Regions from separate parts of the Macaca mulatta genome. Here region 2 is linked to region 1. Evidence: chromatin contacts called from public Hi-C data. All regions are on one chromosome and are shown on one strand. The core of a region is the stretch at or near the end of the contact, and the rest is flanking DNA. Distances in the headings are between cores, read along the strand shown.

What was found. A called contact is a pair of places that touch in the nucleus more often than the background predicts.
Region 2: a Hi-C map of CD4 T cells shows a contact between it and region 1, with 3 times the contacts expected there. The contact joins two enhancer-like sites. A contact is called at or near these places in 7 of 14 Hi-C or Micro-C datasets (CD4 T cells, blood, cortical neurons and 3 more).

The regions. Positions count from the first base shown.
Region 1 is chr13:117,803,344-117,806,043 of T2T-MMU8v2.0, reverse strand. All of the region lies in intron 8 of RNF144A (ring finger protein 144A), which reads left to right. Among named protein-coding and RNA genes, the nearest start is that of RNF144A, 110 kb to the left of the region's middle. Within about 2 kb of position 1,358, at least 9 of the 40 cell types and tissues checked have an H3K27ac peak or open chromatin away from gene starts, as enhancers often do. A contact at or near this core is called in CD4 T cells and blood, where this site is marked.
Region 2 is chr13:117,923,666-117,926,365 of T2T-MMU8v2.0, reverse strand. No RefSeq gene overlaps it. Among named protein-coding and RNA genes, the nearest start is that of RNF144A, 7.5 kb to the right of the region's middle. Within about 2 kb of position 1,400, at least 5 of the 40 cell types and tissues checked have an H3K27ac peak or open chromatin away from gene starts, as enhancers often do. A contact at or near this core is called in CD4 T cells and blood, where this site is marked.

The sequences.
Region 1 (2,700 bases), core at 109-2,608:
CCCACTGCTCACTCCTGCTGTGCACCCTGGTTCCTAACAGGCCACAGACCACTGCCAGTCAGTCCATGGCCCACAGGTTGGGGACCCTGGCCCTAGGTAGTAATGCCTGTGCAGCCTTTGGAGTTGATAAAGGACCCTCGTGTTGCTTAATATTAACGTGTGCTTTCAACACATATTTATCACCTACTATGCACTGGGTACTGCTCTAGGAGCTGGAGATACAGTGGTGCGTGAGACAGTACGTCCTTCTACGGGGCCTACGTTCTGTTTAGGGACAGAGATGATAAACCAGCAAGCACACGGAACCTAATAAATCAGCTAGAGGTGATGTGATGGGGAGGTGGTCAGAGATGATGAGTAAATCAGTTAGAGGTGATGTGATGGGGAGGTGGTCAGAGATGATGAGTAAATCAGCTAGAGGTGATGCGATGGGGAGGTGGTCAGAGATGATGAGTAAATCAGCTAGAGGTGATGTGATGGGGAGGTCAGAGATGATGACTGAATCAGCTAGAGGTGATGCGATGGGGAGGTGGTCAGAGATGATGAGTAAATCAGCTAGAGGTGATGCGATGGGGAGGTGGTCAAAGATGATGACAGGGACAGACCCTTTTAGGGCTTGGCAGGCCACAGAGCAACCCTGGATCTTGTGCTGGGTTTGTGGGAAGCTGCTGAGGGATTAGCAGCAGGAGGCATGTTGGCTGCTGCTCCCTGCCTGCTTCTCGAGGCGTGAAGGGCTCAAGTCTGTGACTCATTCACGACATTTCTCAGGAGAGCCTCTGAGGCAGGTGTGTCAGCCTCATCTAAAAGATGGAGAAGCTCAGTCTCGAGGCAGTCGCCAGGATGAGGGAAAGGTCCACCTACAACGGCACTTCCTGCACAACCTCAAATGCCAACCATGTGGCAAAGCGTGTGGGCGTCCGCCGCGGGGGATAAGACACGCCTCCCATCAAAGAGCAGATGCTGAGCATGCTTGGCCTCGCAGGCCGTAGGTCTCTGCTGCAACCGTCAGCTCCACCTGGCAGCACAGAAGCAGCCGACGGGACGTCAGTGAGTTACCTTGGCTGTGTTCCAGTGAAACTGTTTACACAGGCAGGTGGAAGTGACTGTGGCGATGGTTGCGTAACTCTGTGAACACACTGGAAACCATTGAATGTGTACTTTAAATATCTGAATTGCGTGGTACGGGAATTATGTCTCAGTAAAGCTGTATGGATAAACAAAACAGAAACAGATGATGAAGCCGGATTTGACCCAAGGGCCATGGCGTGCTGCCCTCTGGTCTAGAAGGTTGGTTTGAGCTCCTCTGACTGTTTTCTCTGCCCTTGGCCTTGCATGGCTTGAATCCACACCCCTTCCAGATCTGCTCTGGCTGCTGTGACAAAGCACTACAGACTGGGTGGCTCAGAACAGCAGAAACACATTGGCTCAGTCCTGGAGGTCCGAATTCTGAAATCAAGGTGTCAGCAGGGCGCTGCCTGGTCTGAAACCTGCAGGAGAGCCCCTCCTGGCCGCCTCCAGCTTCTGTGGTTTGCCAGCCATCTATGGCATTCCTGGACAGATCAATGCATCGCTGCAATCCTCCGTCTTCCTCCGGCTGCCTCTTCCCTGTGCGTCTTCACCCCGTCTTCCGTCAGTGTCCAAATCCCCCCTTTGTATCAGGACATCAGCGGTACGGGATTGAGCCCCGTGCTAATCACCTCGTGGTAACTTGATTGCATCTGCAGATACCCTGTTTCCAAAGAAGGTCACATTCTGAGATACTAGGGGCTAGAACTTCAACATACTGTTTTGGGAGGACACGATTCAACCCATGACGACACCTATGCCCACCTCCCCACACAGCACAGAAACTGCCACGAGGCTGCGTTCCTCCCCTGCACTTGGTTTGCCCTGGGCTGTAGGTAGGGGTTGCCTGGGTGCTGACTCAGGGTGGCCGGCATTTGCCCAGCCACCGTGTGAGTGGATGCTGTTGTGTGTACGTTGGCAGAAACTGAGTCACAGCTTGGTGAGAACTTGGAAACCATTTCCCAACTCTGGCAGTTTCCCTGTAGAGAAGGTGAGTTCCGGGTGAGAGCGAGTGCTTTCCACAGGGACCCTGGCTGGCTGTTGCTGGGTGCTACGCCTTTCACATACTCAGGCTGACCATCCTCATATGTAGTTTGCTCTGGAATCTGCGGTGTGAACAGGGCTCAGCGAAGGCAGCCCACGTGCGGCCCAGGTGGCGTCAGCTGGGGCAGCTCTGAAGCCGGGCAGGAGCCCCTGCAGGCCCGCACCCCATGCTTCTGGTGCTTGATCTGGCTGCTGGCTGGGGCCTCAGCTGGGGCTGGCAGTCGGATATCCTCACGCCATCGTGCCCAGGAGCTGCCAAAGGCCCAGTGCTCTGACTACCTGGGACAGCCTGAGCACGGGTCTTGGCGGCCACATCTTCCCTGCTCCTCCAGGCTCACTCTGAACTTCTTTGACCTGCAGCGCCCGTGCTCTCCCTGCCTCTCTGCTTTGCCCCGGCTGTTGCTGCCACCTTGGTCTTCCTCACTGTCTTCCTCTGCTTCTCCTGTTCCTGCCCAGCTCTGCACATCCACACTCCAGCCCTCTCTGTGACCCAGTCCAGGTGTGACCTCCGCGAAGTCACTTGTGCCTGGTTGTCATGCAGGAAGCCCTCCCCCCACATGGCCCACCCTACTGCGGTCACAGCCCAGTGCT
Region 2 (2,700 bases), core at 151-2,650, 120 kb before region 1:
CCAAACACCACCTGTTCCCCCAGTAACCTACAGAAAGAAAAAACAAAACAAAAAAATGCTCTGCTCTGTTTTGTGAAGGGTCCAATGTCGGCCTTCAAGTGGCCTCAAAAATCAGAGACACAGAAATGTGCAAAGCAACTGGATATAAGACAGCACAGGGTGGTGGGAGCCAGGGTGAGGTAGAAAACATACTCCTCTTAGAGGCATTCAAGTTTTATAAAACATGACACTCCCCAAGTGAAATACCTCTGAAGATCTGACTTGTCTTATCAGATGCCTGTCTTCAAATTCAAGTCTCAGTGCCACCATGACTATCCCCTAATTTATTCGATGGTATGTCAGGCATTAGCTGTTCACTGAAAACTGCTAACCTTAATCATTGTTCCTTGAAGGAAATATTTTTACTCCCTATTGTAAAGACGTTGAGTAGTCTTTCATACCCCTTTCTGTGAACATGAGAAAATTATACTTTCTCACCTTTCAGTTAAGCAAAGCTACTCGTTCTGGCCAATGATGAGTGCGTTTAACTACTGGTACAAGGCTTTACAACATTTGCTTTTGGGGCCACAGTGATTACAGAGGAGGCCTAATGTTGAGATGGCTGAGTCTAAAAACAGGCAACCTTGATCTTGTGTGCTTATTGGGAGGATAGTATTGAAGAGACAAACATGGTCATAGCAAACTGCATGCATGGGACAGTTCACCTTTTGAGATTACTTGTTACTGTAACACAGATTAGCCAGTCCTAACCAAAATGATCCCATAACAAATAACATTCAGATTGTCTAAGGCTAATGATGGAGATACAATTTCAGGAGGGGTTAAGGCATTTGGACTTCATAGTCCCATTTCACAATATTGACCAAGATTTACATTCTCCGTGGGGGTGGCTCTACAACTGATAGAATCACAATAATCTCGGTTTGGGGGGAATGTGCCTATGCCTCCTACCAGTGGACACACGATTCTTCTCTTAAACTATATGGCCCTTGAGGGTAGAGAGCATATTTTAGCAGCTAACAATTTTTGAGCCCTGAAGCAGGCATGGCAAGTATGGTGTTAAGTGCTTTGACTAATTTTTATTTTAAATGCTCAGAGAAACCATATAAGAGAAGTGTAATCATCCCTTATTTTATAGCTGGAGCGGAGGGAGTCTAACTGACATGACCGCGCGCATAGCTAGATCTTGATGAAACATACTGACTTTGGCGGCCAAGCCCAAACCAAGCTCAGGGAGATGGTTTGTCCTTCTTCCTTCCAAACTGCCTGGGACTCAGCTTCTGAGTTTCTGGGTTTTATTTGTTGTTGTTATTTGTTTGTTTCAATCCATGAAGCCTGCTCCCCTCTTGATGATGAGAAACTGTGAGTGCATGTCTTCTTTGGAGGAAGTGGCTTGTGGCCTTGCCCTGTGATCCTCTGATAAGAATATGTTCTCAGAAATACAACCCAATAGACCAAACTTTCACACAAAGATATGAAATGAGAGAAGGAAGGAGAAGACAGATGAATAGAGATCTTCATACACGTGCAAGATGGGGAAAGGAGAAAGAGGAATTTGCATTCTTTCATTGGAATATTACATTCTTTCACGTCTAATGCCAAACATACAAATAATATAATAAGAGAGTAATAAAAGTGGTGTGAGCACAACTCAGCAGAAAGATTGGCTAACCCAGCGGGGTGACAGAAATGTTACTAGAGGTGTCAGTGGTGCACTGAAGTTTAAAAGAGTATGAGAAATCTTCCAGGCTGTCAAGGCATGGGGATTTGATGAGAGTGTTTGCGTTTGTTATTGTTGTTGATGGGGGTGGCGATGGTGTGTGTGTGTGTGTGTTTGTGTGTGTGTGTGTGTAGAAAGAGAAAGAGAGAGAGAGAAGTTTTTAAGTACTGTATGTATTTTAAGAAGATTGAATTATCTAAGGTTAGGAGCATTTAAAATAATAGCAGAATAAAAGTCAAATACTTAGAAACACACAGCAATGAGACAAAATGATCTCTAAAGGGGCTTTTAAGTATGTTTCAGTCCACAAAGGGTCTCTATAGCCCCTATTCTTATTTTTATTCCCACCATCCCCCAGAACTTTCCATTCTTAGGTGACATCCAAGGCTCTGTCCATTCCTGCTCCAGCCCACCTGCCACCTTTATCCATAAAACCTGCTGGTCCTACCAAGTCAGACAATCTATTGTCAGGAAAATGTTTTATGATTCTCTTCTTCTGCAGTCTTGCTGGAGCTCACTTTCCCCATCTTACTGTCTCAGGTCAGGTTCCCTGGGAAATAGGCTCTTGAGATGAAGGTTGGCCGTTAAGAGATGCTTAGGAAGGGTTCCTGTAGAAGAATGAGGAAGCAGGGGAGCTGGGATGCCTTTGCTGGGGAACTCTAGGACCAGAGAGCCCTTCAGTGTGGTCCCAAGGTATGCCAAGTGGGGCAGGCATGAGCCTTGCCTGGATCAGGCAAGCTGTTTTGGAAGCAGTTTTACAAGAGGCAGCTACCTTTGGCCAAGGTTGATTCCTGGGATGCGAGCCTTCCACATCCAACAGTCCCAGCTCATGGGATCATGACTGCCTTGGTTCTGTAGGGAATCTGCATGAAGCACTCAAGCATCCACCTTGCGATGTATCACCTGAGCCCTGTTCAGTAGGTGGAGCAGCAAGTCCTGTTTCTCCCCCGTGGCTCTTTATTTTAAACCTCATGTGTTAC